Regions from separate parts of the Hordeum vulgare genome. Here region 2 is linked to region 1. The links are chromatin contacts, called in public Hi-C maps. All regions are on one chromosome and are shown on one strand. Each heading gives the region's core, a stretch centred on a gene start, on an enhancer-like site or on the middle of the called end of the contact. The rest is flanking DNA. Distances are from core to core; before and after follow the strand shown. Region 1 holds the start of LOC123453071 (alpha-mannosidase At3g26720-like). Region 2 holds the start of LOC123453084 (leucine-rich repeat extensin-like protein 1).

The links. Hi-C and Micro-C count contacts between places; a contact is called where the count stands out from the background.
Region 2: a Hi-C map of leaf shows a contact between it and region 1, with 5 times the contacts expected there. The contact joins the promoter of LOC123453084 here to the promoter of LOC123453071 in region 1. A contact is called at or near these places in 3 of 6 Hi-C or Micro-C datasets (leaf and seedling).

What each region holds. Positions count from the first base shown.
Region 1 is chr5H:564,605,442-564,612,012 of MorexV3_pseudomolecules_assembly, forward strand. LOC123453071 (alpha-mannosidase At3g26720-like) reads left to right here and starts at 2,218. Exons shown (of 29, transcript XM_045129834.1): 1 at 2,218-2,625; 2 at 2,767-2,850; 3 at 3,148-3,236; 4 at 3,339-3,513; 5 at 4,046-4,165; 6 at 4,486-4,572; 7 at 4,654-4,725; 8 at 6,426-6,539. The coding sequence starts at 2,416.
Region 2 is chr5H:565,063,017-565,070,341 of MorexV3_pseudomolecules_assembly, forward strand. LOC123453084 (leucine-rich repeat extensin-like protein 1) reads right to left here and starts at 5,053. Exons shown (of 4, transcript XM_045129846.1): 1 at 4,643-5,053; 2 at 3,563-3,676; 3 at 2,185-2,669; 4 at 1,298-1,889. The coding sequence starts at 4,963. The coding sequence ends at 1,670. It overlaps LOC123399272 (chaperone protein dnaJ 8, chloroplastic-like), which reads right to left and starts at 794. Exons shown (of 3, transcript XM_045093693.1): 1 at 450-794; 2 at 229-337. The coding sequence starts at 740.

The DNA of each region.
Region 1 (6,571 bases), core at 968-3,467:
CTCCTTCTCCGACCACCAAATCTCTTCCCTTTCGAACGCAATCCCGCGGTTGTGGGACAACGCAACACAAGAGTGGTGGTTGCAGGAAGGCGGCTTCGAGACTCCTTACTATGTCGGATAAGGACAATAGAGCCACCGCTCTACGAGCATGGGGAAGATCATCGGCCGACGAGCCACAAGGTCTCGGGTCACGCAGCGTCCTTGCTTCTTCGGTTCACAACGCAACCTTGTATGTTGTGGCATTCTGTTGATCCTAGGCAAGTTGGTGTCTTCCCTTTGTTCATTGAAGCTTCGGCAACAACGATATATGGTGACGACTGATGATGATTTTGTTTTTAGTTCCCCTAAGAGTTTCTTCGTAATTCTTTGGGTCTTTTTTTATGAAGTGTTGAGCCTATTGTGTTCTGGTTGCCTCTATGCGGCGGCTATGTGTGGGTCTTGTACTCTACTTTATGAATGACACATGATTTACTTCAAAAAAAGTCTGTGGAATCATGATGGATGGAGTTGATATAGTAAAACAAATTTTGATAAGTAAAATATGAATCGAGGAAGCGACAAAAGCATGGAATCATAACTGGATTCCTCGAAAGGGGATGATGCGTCATTGGTAGGGATGTCCTCCGCGGAGTACAAAGAAAGGAAAAAGTCCAAAACAAACCTTGAAGTCGTAAACGAAAGCTAAATCAAACCCTGAATTTTAAATCCCGGGAATTGGCACTCTGAACTTGTAATCCCGGTCTATTTTATACCCTAGACCTGTTTGACACACTGGGATTACTATAATCCTGACCGGGATAACTTTCTTCTCTCACGGACGAGAATTTGGGCTGGCCCACTATAGCACAACAAAATTTCGTGTAGTTTAAAAAATGTTCGCGTATTTCTAAAATTATTTAGAAGTTAAGAACTGTTTATGTTTCTTATTTTTGGCCCGAATTTAATTTCCCTTTGTATTGTTTTTGAAATGACTGTACTTTTGAAATTATATTCAAAGTTTTAAAAACCGTCCGCGATTATAAAAAATCACATTTACGAAAAATATTCAGAATTCCAACAGTTTTTCACATGCTTTGAAAAATCTTCAGGATTTTCACAAATTGTGTCACATTCTTCAAATAATATTTTTAGAATTTTGTAAATTGTTTGTGTTTTGGAAAACAACATTCCAAAACGTAACCATGTATTCAAGAATATGTTTTATTGTATAGAAATTTAAAATATGTTTCATTGTCATGAAGAAAATGTGCAACGTCTATTTCAAAAGATGTCACTGTTTATTCAAAAAGTGTCGAAAACATGTACTCCCTCCGTCCCAAAATAACTGTCTTAAGCTTAGTACAACTTTATACTAGAGTTAGTATAAAGTTGAGACATTTATTTTGGGACAGAGGGAGTATTACGAAAATGTTACACGCGCAAAGCGAGATGTCTTTTTTTTGTATTCGTTTGTTCTGGTGTCTTTTTTCTTATAATACATGACCTTAAAAATATCAAAAAAATACAATTATTTACTGAACGTGACTGGCCGGCCTACCGCATTTGAAGCGAGTTTTCTTCCCTTTAATAAACAATCCGGAGAGTCGAACTTGCAACCAGCTGCTGCTGAGCTCGTCGCACAAACCACTACAATAAATGCTAGTGATTTAATGAGAGGACTGAAATTTAACCATTAACATGAATATTTTTCAGAAAATGTTAACATGCATCTGGCAAAACGTTACCGTGTATTCAAAATAAAGTTGAAAACATGTATTTTTCAAAAGTGTACATAAGATATTTGAAAAATCTCAAAAGTGCATCAAAAATATTTCGTGTGCGTGTTGAAAATGTACTTCATGTATTGAGAAAAATTAGGCATGTGTAAAAAAATGGGTTAAACCATGGTAGAGGGGGCGTGCAAGGGACTGATTTAATGAGCCGACCCGATTTGACTGCCGCGTCAACAATTCCCAGCGAGACACTCTTAAGGTTGAAAATAGACCGGGATCAGAGAGTTTGGTGTGCTGATTTCAAGGATTGGAAATTTAGGGTTTAATTTATCTTTCGACTACAAATTCAATGTTTATTTTGGACTTTTTCTTACAAAGAAAACACGAGAGGAGGGAGGGAATGTTTGAAGGAGAAGACCGTAATTATCAAGAGGACGGGAGGACCTCACAGCAATTCGCTCTACTGGATAGAACCCCGGATATCCGACGTGGCACAGCGAGGGCGCAACCACCTGCACATCCTCGACCCCTCCCACCGCCAGGCGGGCCCGGGCCCGTCCCCCCGCTGCTCTCAGTCTTAGCAAGTCGACTTCGCCGCGCCGGCCGGGCCACTCAGTGGAGCCGTCACTCTCGCAACCCGACGACCGCCACCGCCTTCCCCTCGCCCTCCCCACCGCGCTCGCTCCGCTCCCCGGCGGCGCCCATGGGCCCCGTCCGGCTCGCCCTCCTCCTCCTCCTCGCCGCCGTCCTGCTTCTGCCCGGCGACGGCGAGGCGGCGTACATCCCCTACAACACGTCGGCGGGGGTGGTCAACGGGAAGCTGAACGTGCACGTCGTCCCCCACACCCACGACGACGTCGGCTGGCTCAAGACCGTCGACCAGTACTACGTCGGATCCAACAACTCCATCCAGGTCCGAGTTCCCTTCCGCCGCTCCCGGGTTCCGCCGGGGGTTTTCCGTCCCCTTAGATTCGTCGCCCTTGGCTTCGGTGTAGATTTACAGTTCCGGCCCCCGTCGGCTTCGGATGTCGCTGAAGCGGAATTTTGGTCGCAGGGCGCGTGCGTTCAGAACGTGCTGGATTCGCTCGTGCCGGCGCTGCTCAGGGACGAGAACCGCAAGTTCATCTACGTCGAGCAGGTAAGGGGGTTTTCATGGCCGCCAGCAATCTGACAGGCTTGGAGCTGTGGAATTGGGAGGTTGCAGAGCAATGTACAACAGTTACCTGTAACAGCCCTGCTGCTGTACAACAGTTTCATTTTTGTCAGTTGTCAGAGTGTTACAGGAACTCTGTCCCCTGCTGTCTGTTTCCACAATTGGAGCTGGGCCAGCAGTTGTACATCCTAATAGAACGGATGGTGTTACAATGTGGGTTCAGTTTTGGCTTCGATGCAGTGATTTATCTTCAGTAAACTGTTTATGGATGGTTGGTTGCAGGCATTTTTCCAGAGGTGGTGGAGGCAGCAGAGCGACATTATCAAGGATACGGTGAAGGGGCTCGTCAGCTCCGGGCGGCTGGAATTCATGTACGCTGGCTCTTTCAACAACTTTCGTTTTAGGCTGCATTGGAAATCATGCCTCTGCTCTGTATTTTGACTGACGACATATTACTCCTTGTGATGCTGAAGAAATGGGGGTATGTGCATGCACGACGAGGCGACCGTGCACTACATTGACATGATTGATCAGACTACGCTGGGCCACAGGTTCATCAAGGAGGAGTTTGGTCAGATTCCAAGGATTGGTTGGCAGATAGATCCGTTTGGGCACTCTGCAGTTCAGGCTTACCTCCTCGGTGCAGAAGTAATTCACTGTATCCATTTTACGTCATGCTTTCAGATTTTGTGTGACTTTTTTTATGGTCCGCTGTTACTTCCGTGTACGTCTCATTTGCATGACAAGAGGGGTTTCAAACTCAGGATGCTGACTTCTGTACCATTATGATAGGTTACCTGTCAGCACTGGTTCTAGCTACTATGAACTTGCTGGTTACAGTAATACCTAAACGTTGAGATGTAGTACTGTAGGTTCACAGAGCGTGCATAATAGGAATTCCCAGAACTATGCTCTCAAGAGTCAAGTGATTGACTGTACTTCTTGACCACCCAACATAATAGGAATTCCAAGAGAGAAATCTCTTGTCGCGATTGTTTTGTCTCTGCTATTCTTGTTCTCTCTACAATATCCTTGTTTTGTCTCTGCTATTCTTGTTCTCTCTGCAATGTTCATCTTTTGCTCTTGATACAATGCTCGTCGCGATCTCATAGCCTTAGACTGGATGTATGGCTAGTGTGCATAAGGAGTATACTAGTGTAACACATTTACCATCTTTCAGGTAGGATTTGATGCATTATATTTTTTCCGGATTGATTACCAAGATCGTGACACAAGGAAGGGGACAAAAGAACTCGAGGTTGTATGGAGGGGCTCCAAGACCTTTGGCTCATCAGCTGATGTAAGTAGCATTTTCCTTTTCCTTAATGTAACTACGTCAGTGCTGTGAAACATTTCATTCTGATGATTAAGCGTAGACCTGCATTACGACGCACCCATGGGGTCTTAGCAGTATTTCTCGCTGCAAGTGGTCTGCACCGCACTGAGGTGGCATGCTCCAAATAAAAACCATGACCATATATATTTTGTAACAGTTTCTTTATTGTCAATGAGTATGCAGCACTCCTGCCAGTTTTCTCGGAGAACAATCAATTTGAAGTTCTTAAAATTTGGTAAACATATTTCATATGCAATGGTGGAAATCTGCTCATTTTCTTTCAGATTTTTGCTGGCATCTTCCCAAAAAATTATGAACCACCACCTGGTGACTTTTATTTTGAAGTCGATGCTACTTCCCCTGTTGTCCAGGTAAATTGATGAGAACTTCAGATATGTTAATTTTGTCAACACCAGGAATAAACCCATTCTTCATTACTTTTGTCTGTGTAGGATGATCCCCTTCTTTTTGATTACAACGTTGAACAACGGGTGAATGATTTTGTTGCTGCAGCGCTGGCACAGGTACAGTAGGGTCTCGTGTATGTCCATACTTTTACGCTGATGCATACTTTGCCCAGTTATATACAACAACAACAACAACAACAAAGCCTTTAGTCCCAAACAAGTTGGGGTAGGCTAGAGGTGAAACCCATAAGATCTCGCGACCAACTCATGGTTCTGGCACATGGATAGCAAGCTTCCACGCACCCCTGTCCATGGCTAGTTCTTTGGTGATGCTCCAATCCTTTAGATCTCTCTTTACGGACTCTTCCCATGTCAAGTTCGGTCTACCCCGACCTCTCTTGACATTATCAGCATGCTTTAGCCGGGCTTCTGGAGGCCTACGCTGAATATGCCCAAACCACTTCAGACGATGTTGGACAAGCTTCTCTTCAATTGGCGCTACCCCAACTCTATCTCGTATATCATCATTCCGGATTCGATCCTTCCTTGTGTGGCCACACATCCATCTCAACATGCGCATCTCCGCCACAACTAGCTGTTGCACATGTCGCCTTTTAGTCGGCCAACATTCAGCGCCATACAACATAGCGGGTTGAATTGCCGTCCTATAGAACTTGCCTTGTAGCTTTTGTGAAACCCTCTTGTCACAGAGAATGCCAGAAGCTTGGCGCCACTTCATCCATCCGGCTTTAGTTCGATGGTTAACATCTTCATCGATATCCCCATCCTTCTGCAACATTGACCCCAAATAACGAAAGGTGTCCTTCTGAGGTACCACCTGCCCATCAAGGTTAACATCCCCCTCCTTCTCGTGCTTAGTAGTACTGAAAGCGCACCTCATGTACTCGGTCTTAGTCCTACTAAGTCTAAAACCTTTCGATTCCAAGGTTTGCCTCCATAACTCCAACTTTCTGTTGACCCCCGTCCGACTATCATCGACTAGAACCACATCGTCTGCAAAGAGCATACACCATGAGATATCTCCTTGTATATCCCTTGTGACCTCATCCATCACCAAGGCAAAATGATAAGGGCTCAAAGCTGACCCCTGATGTAGTCCTATCTTAATCGGGAAGTCATCAGTGTCGCCATCAGTTGTTCGAACACTTGTCACAACACTATCGTACATGTCCTTGATGAGGGTAATGTACTTCGCTGGGACTTTGTGTTTCTCCAAGGCCCACCACATAACATTCCGCGGTATCTTATAATAGGCCTTCTCCAAGTCAACGAACACCATATGCAAGTCCTTCTTTTGCTCCCTATACCTCTCCATAAGTTGTCGTACCAAGAAAATGGCTTCCATGGTCGACCTCCCAGGCATTTTGCCTAGTTATATACATTGGATGAAAATCCATTGGTCTACTACAAATTTCTTATTTAATTAGAACAGCCATCTGGGTTGTGTTCACAAGTTCATACCTAACATTGAAAATGCGGCTTCAGATTTTTATGTTACTTTGACCTTAGCATTTCATGCTGAAAATTTAAAGGATGCAAGAGAAACTTCACGACAGGTAAGACTGTCTGTCCTAAACCCGTGTACGCCATACCACTGAGTCGCGCGGCTCGTGGAAAATATGATAGTGAGGCCGATCGGACAGCGCGCATGTGGTTCTACCGATAAGCCAAATACAGAGCGTTCTGCAAATAGATTTCTCTTATTTAAACCGCATCATTTCATACTTAAAGTTGTTCTATTTGGTAGTGCAGGTGTTCATCGTAATTTATACTCGTTATATATTTTCTTTTTGTAGGCAAATGTTACAAGGACAAACCATGTCATGTTTACAATGGGAACAGACTTCAAATATCAATACGCGGAAAGTTGGTTCAGACAGATGGACAAATTAATTCATTATGTGAACAAGGTAAAGGATGAGCCTGGAATAAGACGAACAAT
Region 2 (7,325 bases), core at 3,803-6,302, 460 kb after region 1:
GTCAGCAAAATGAACATTTTTCGATCAGTGGCACTTGTTTGTGTCTGAATAAGCATCTTATCTACCGGCAGATTCAAAGAAGGAAAACTGCAATGTGATCTCAAATCTGCAAGTATTTTCTTGGCAGAAAACTGCAAGGTGATCGCAAATCCCATCTCACTGGCTTGAAGAAAATATATGTAGCTTGTTGGATCAGAAGAGAAGAGAAGAGATGTCAGTACTCAGTACCGAGCCAATCGAACTCCTCTTCTTCCTCGGCGTGCTTGGGCCGGCTCTCGGAGTTCATCAGCGTGTTGTAGGCGTGCTTGATCCTCACAAACTTCTGATGAGCATTCGCCTACAATGAAGCGGAAACTCTGTCAGCAAAGTCTCCATTGGATCGAGTGGCAGCACTGAAGGTACTTCCATGGCCGAATCCTGCTGCTTGGATGGGAAAGAAGAGGGAGGACCTCCTTGTTGACGTCCGGGTGGTACTTGAGCGCCAGGCGCCGGTACGCGCGCTTGATCTCGGCCGGCGACGCCGACGGCGTCACGCCGAGCACCTCGTACGGTGACTCCCTCCTCCGCTCGCCTCCGCCGCCGGCGCCCGCGCGGACCCTCACGCTCGCCCGCCGCGTCCACCGGAGGGAGCTGGAGCCGGAGCGGAGGAGAGGAGGCGCCGGACTCGGATTAAGCCGGCGCGAGGGAGGGAGGAAGAGACGCGGGGCGGCGACGGCGGCGACCTGCGCCGACATCGCCATTGCGTATGGGGTTCGGGGCTCGAGGTGAGCGCGTCCTCCGCCGTTCAGATCGACCGGCGCAGAGGATCCAACGGCTGCGCTACAAGGTGATCGTTGCGCCCAAACCTTCCGTGGCTACACTTTTTACTGCAAACTGTAACATGCCGCGGTTCAGCGATTATGAAATTTAGCTGCCCGTCTTCCTCTAAAACTCATAATTGGACAAGAACTCAAACTTATTTGAGCACACAAGATCCTATTTCAAATATATGCAAGACTCTCATGTGAGTTATCATCATCAACATCTTAATAATTCTTGGTGATTTATCATCAAATCTCTGGATTATTTCCACCATTGACAAGGAAAACAATCTCTTCAGGGAGTTGGGTTATGGTAAAAAAAAAACAGTGAGAATCTTGTACTGGAAACTATGTTCCGCTCACGTTGAGCAAAATGGCAAGATCCAGTTAAAAATTTCGGAAGAAGTTAGTCTTTTGGTTGAACTTTCCAAAAAGAGTCCGTCTTGTCAAAAATCACCCGCAAACACAATGACACCACAACGGCCCGTCTCAACAACTTGCGCAAAACGATCAAGGGATATATTTTTAATACTACTACAGTGAGTTTTTCCACCATTTTGGCAGTTTTTAGGGATAGAAATCAATATAGGTGCTAGAGTTACCCTTACAGAAGTTACATAAGCTCATACCACCCTAGTCTTGACACCAACAGCTACCAGTTAGTACCACCAGTCTAACAAACTAAAGAGCAGCAGCTGAACTCATCATCTATACATCATATCAAACACATCAGCAGAAACGAGAGCGATGCCATCTTTCACCGATCCGAAATCCCAGTCCCTTGGTAGAAAGAATGGCAAAGCCACCACAGCGCAGAGCAGCAGCGCTTTTGATTCAGGTCGATCATGCTGGCAAAAAGAACTGAATGGTCACAGGTAAGCTGGTGCAGCTGCGGCGGCATGTACCAATGGCACAGCCTGAGAGGTCGCTGGGGCGCCCGGGAAGGAGTCGATCGCTGGCGCTGCTCCATAAGCACTGGGTTGTGGGGTAGTTCCTCCGGTTGCACCCTCGCTGCCTGGAGCATACCCGTAGTGCCTGACAAGTTGCAGGTTCGTCGCAGCCGCTTCATGTGGTACACCATAGGCAGCTCTGAAACACAAGAACGTGCAAGGCAAAGGCACGATCCAATCAACTATTTGTGCATGTAGCCAAAAAGAAAAGAAAAAACATGAATAAATGGTGACTTCTCACACGCAGAGTATGTATCTATATCCACATTCTCCTTGCAAGTAATTTCCTTTTAGAACTATCTAGACTAGCTGAACAATGCGGTTTCGAGACATCAACAGGCCGACATTGACCGATGTATAGTATTTGCTTTGCAAAAAAAAAAATGCATAGGAAAGAGGAAAGTACTAGGACCAATTGTGGCTACCATACATACCTCCCAGAAGTAGTTTCCTGGTAATGAGCTTTCACAGCATCAAATCGGTATGGATCATTCTGATTAGCAGCATAGTAGGGATCAGAGGAAGGCACGTAGTGTTGGGCTTGCGCATAGCCATATTGCAAAGGAGGCGCTTGGGCGTAGTGGTAGGTGGCAGGAGGTGGACCATATGCTTGATAACCTGCTTGATACGGATACGCAGTTGTGGTCGCATAGTAAGCAGGTACGGTGTATTGAGCAGTCAGAGGAAGGTGAGAATCTGGGCGTGGGTAAGGGTTATTTGGCACCAGAGGGGCAGCTTGAGGAGGAGCATAAGTGCTTGGTGGATACACATAAGAAGCTGGCTGTGTTGGGTATGAAGCTGAAGGAGGTAGAAAAGCAGCAGATTGGGTGGGATGCCTGTTGTCAACATAATGCGGGGGTGGTGCCTCTGACACTGGCGATAAAGCAATTGGACGAAACAATGCTCTCAGTTTCTCAACCTACAACAGGAATCCAACAGCAATGAAAATGCAATGCAGGTAAATGTGACATAGTCACAACTAAGCACTGATAAAATTAAGACAGAATAGAAAGATGGAGGATGAAGGTGCTATTCCTGCCTATTCCAACAAACCGGTACACTGACATGTAAGATCGATCTATACCAGTATTTCCACCCAAAAAAACTCAAGAGAAGAAGTAATAGAAGAAGAAAAAAACATGTTGCCGTTTTTTTTACGCGTCAACAGCGGCCTTATGCCTACCTGAACTTTATTACCAACCGAAGAGCCAATACACTTGTTCAGAATTACATAGGGGGGGAGGTGGGACTGAAGGGGAAGATTACAATTAAGGTACAAGAAACTTGTTCCCATTACACCCACTTTCCTCATCTCTCTACCGTATTTCTATTTTCCAAGGACAGTTTAACTACAAAACAGCTTAAATACAATCAGAAACCTATGGGTGCTGTCATACTAGAGAATATCCTAGTTCTACAAAATAAATGACTGAGATGCAATGTAAACGCATTAAAATGATAAGTTCCGTTCTCAAAGTTAAACCATAGTGAATAAAGATTAAATAGCCATCCCTCTAAATCTCGACTTGCTTCTACATGTGCCTACACCACAACAGCAAGTACTGAAGTAAGGGTGGAAACTACTGTTCAAAGTTCAAACTAGGCAAAGCAATATGTGAACTGACTAATTTGATACTTTGATCTATACAAAAGATCATACATAAGTGAGAATGAGTGTTCATCTGGCAGCCTGCCTGAAGATAGAACCTCTTTTCTTTGTACAGGAGTTACATATATACAAGACAGATTCAGCACAGTTCGTTTCACCTCTCTTCAAGTACAAAACATCAATAAACACTGGTTCCCACTTACCTGCGTAAAGGTAAGTTCAGGCCAAAATTTCCCACGGGAATAATTCTCGCTTATGGCACTTCTTACGCTACTCTCTGGGATAGGCATGAAATCACCATCAATCACAAATTTGACCTGCACATATAAGAAGAACACTGAACACTCAGTTTACGAATAATAATAATGTATAGTTAATCTATGAGGTTGATTGCTGGATGTCACTGGACACTAAAGAGCAAAATATGAACCAAGATGAACCGAAATTTCAGAAAATTAAAATTGTCAGGACTCCTTTGGTAGATAAGGTACTTAAAAAAGTTGTATCATTCATAGCAGTGGAAATGAGTTCTCACCAAGCTAACTGGCTTTTGCTACAGAAGGAAATCAAACAGAAAACTAAAATAATACTCTCTCCGTCCCAAAATTCTTGTCTTAAGTTGTTTAGAAATGGATGTATCAAAATACTAAAATGTGATTAGATACATTCATATCTAGACACATCTAAGACAAGAATTTTGGGACTGAGGGAGTAATAATTATACATATCAAAGAAAGTACGGCAAAGTTCATCTCCATAGCCAGTAGTAAATTGCAAAATCAGTTTAATTAAGAGGGACGGACAGTGGGCGACCCAAAATGCTTGTATGGCTGGAGCATGGAACACTACTGTTCTAACCAATGTATTTCAGGTTCAGGTTCTCCCTATATGTTACAAGCATCAGTCCTTGAGTTGACTCCCAACTTTTCATCAATCATCATATGTAAACTTGTGATGTCTTGTCTCTTAATTACTTGGTGAAAACTGAAAACTCTTCTCTTTCTTTGATGTCTTGTCTCTTAATTACACTTGTATCGGCACAGTAGGAAAGCCACCATTTATCTTGTTGCAAACCATAAAACTGCGGCTGACAAAGGTAAAAGGTTGGACCTGGTGATTTGCCACTGAAATGTGGCGCCAGGGCCCACATTTCAGTGACACATGGAGCGGCAAATCATCAAGCTCCATTCTTTCTTTGTGGTGGTACTTAAAAGATTGACACACGCACAATCACAATCACACATGATTCCAGACCTGGAACGCGAGGGGGTGAGGGGCGGTACCTGGGCAGGGTAGCGGCCCTGGAAGGCGGCGGGCTCGAGGGCGAGGCCGCCGTCGGAGTCGGCGCGGTAGGGCCCGTAGAGGTACTTGGCGTGGAAGTCGTAGAGGAAGAGCGCGGCGCCGCGCCTGATCCGGGAGACGGCGTCCAGCCTCCCCCGCGGAAGGCCCAGCACCCTGTACCTGAAGCACTCGGGCCTGGTCTCGCCGCTGCAGATGAAGATGTACCCCGCCGGCAGCGGCGGGGCGTCGTCTTCCGGGGGGTCCGACGCCGGCTGAGGCCCCGGGCTCTTGCGCGCCGGAGGGGGGGAGGCGTCCGTCGCCATGGACGCCGAGGCGGAGCGGGGGAGAGCGGCCTAGGGCTTTCCCCCTGCGCAGAGTTTTTCTTTGGTGGAGTTCGGGAGAGCAGGAGTGGACTAGTGGAGTGGGAGTGGTCGACGGCGAATCAAATAAGTGCTTAACGAGCACGGCCCGGGCTAAAAGTGTGCCTGCCCGGCACGGCCCGTGCTAAAAATGTGCCTGGCACGGGCTTGGTTGGCCCGGCCCGTTTGGCCACGTACGTGCTTGACTAGGTTGCAGTGTGTTACTCGAGAGAAATCATCCGGCTGCCCACCCATCGGATCAACACATCTAGGATCGACAAACGTCATGATAGCGGACCAGCTTCAACACAACAGGGTGCCAGCTCTATCGCAGGCGTTGCGCGACCATAGCCCTCCAACGTAGTGTCGACGACATTCGGTGAAGATTCAATGCAACACCAACGACATCGGGTGAAGCTACATTGCAACTCCGGCGACCCCTGCGGCGCTCCATTGCAGCGCTCATGAAGCTTCAACGGTCCCACGACACTTCATTGAAACTCCGGCAAGCTTTGTTGCAACACGCTTTAAATCAACCCTGATGGTGCTTCGTTGCAGCTCCGACGAGTCAGCTCTGCTTCACTGGCTGATGCAGCCCGTCGGCTAGCCTGGAACACCACACCTTTGGCACCCCTTTGCGCTGCTTCATTGCGACGCCGATGAGCCCCTCTCTACTTCACCTGCAGCAGGCAGGTCCGGTCGGGCTGCCGATGAGCCCCTCTCTACTTCACCTGCAGCAGGCAGCTCCGGTCGGGCTGCCGATGAGCCCCTCTCTACTTCACGTGCACCAGGCAGCTCCGGTCGGGCTGCCGATGAGCCCCTCTCTACTTCACGTGCAGCAGGCAGCTCCGGTCGGGCTGCCGATGAGCCCCTCTCTACTTCACGTGCAGCAGGCAGCTCCGGTCGGGCTGCCGATGAGCCCCTCTCTACTTCACGTGCAGCAGGCAGCTCCGGTCGGGCTGCCGATGAGCCCCTCTCTAGTTCACCTGCAGCAGGCAGCTCCGGTCGGGCTGCCGATGAGCCCCTCTCTACTTCACGTGCAGCAGGCAGCTCCGGTCGGGCTGCCGATGAGCCCCTCTCTACTTCACGTGCAGCAGGCAGCTCCGGTCGGGCTGCCGATGAGCCCCTCTCTAGTTCACCTGCAGCAGGCAGCTCCGGTCGGGCTGCCGATGAGCCCCTCTCTACTTCACCTGCAGCAGGCAGCTCCGGTCGGGCTGCCGATGAGCCCCTCTCTACTTCACCTGCAGCAGGCAGCTCCGGTCGGGCTGCCGATGAGCCCCTCTCTACTTCACCTGCAGCAGGCAGCTCCGGTCGGGCTGCCGATGAGCCCCTCTCTACTTCACCTGCAGCAGGCAGCTCCGGTCGGGCTGCCGATGAGCCCCTCTCTACTTCACCTGCAGCAGGCAGCTCCGGTCGGGCTCCCGATGAGCCCCTCTCTACTTCACCTGCAGCAGGCAGCTCCGGTCGGGCTCCCGATGAGCCCCTCTCTACTTCACCTGCAGCAGGCAGCTCCGGTCGGGCTCCCGATGAGCCCCTCTCTACTTCACCTGCAGCAGGCAGCTCCGGTCGGGCTCCCGATGAGCCCCTCTCTACTTCACCTGCAGCAGGCAGCTCCGGTCGGGCTGCCGATGAGCCCCTCTCTACTTCACCTGCAGCAGGCAGCTCCGGTCGGGCTGCCGATGAGCCCCTCTCTACTTCACGTGCAGCAGGCAGCTCCGGTCGGGCTGCCGATGAGCCCCTCTCTAGTTCACCTGCAGCAGGCAGCTCCGGTCGGGCTGCCGATGAGCCCCTCTCTACTTCACCTGCAGCAGGCAGCTCCGGTCGGGCTGCCGATGAGCCCCTCTCTACTTCACCTGCAGCAGGCAGCTCCGGTCGGGCTGCCGATGAGCCCCTCTCTACTTCACCTGCAGCAGGCAGCTCCGGTCGGGCTCCCGATGATTTTAGTCTCTTTACTACTTGGATCCAAGCATGGTTGAGGCTAGCAAGTTTTAGTCTCATTACTTTTAGTTATGGGACTAAAACGTATCCAAGCACTCTCTCGGTCCTCAGTATTGAACCCACTGTTCTCCATACTACTCTAGCAACAAGGCAAAGAAACATCAGGTGTTGGGCAGACTTTAGCTGATCACAAAATGAATACTAGGTTGGATCCCCCTGTCAGTGCCTTTTTTTAAGTTGTCTCTAGTTAGAATGACCTCTTGGCACAATTGCCTACAATAAAGATCATATTGCCGGAATTTTTACAAGCTGGTGGCCGGCCAGCGGCACGACTGGGCTGGCAGCGGCGTGCGGATGGCGTCGAGGCGAGCGACTGGTGGCGCGGGCG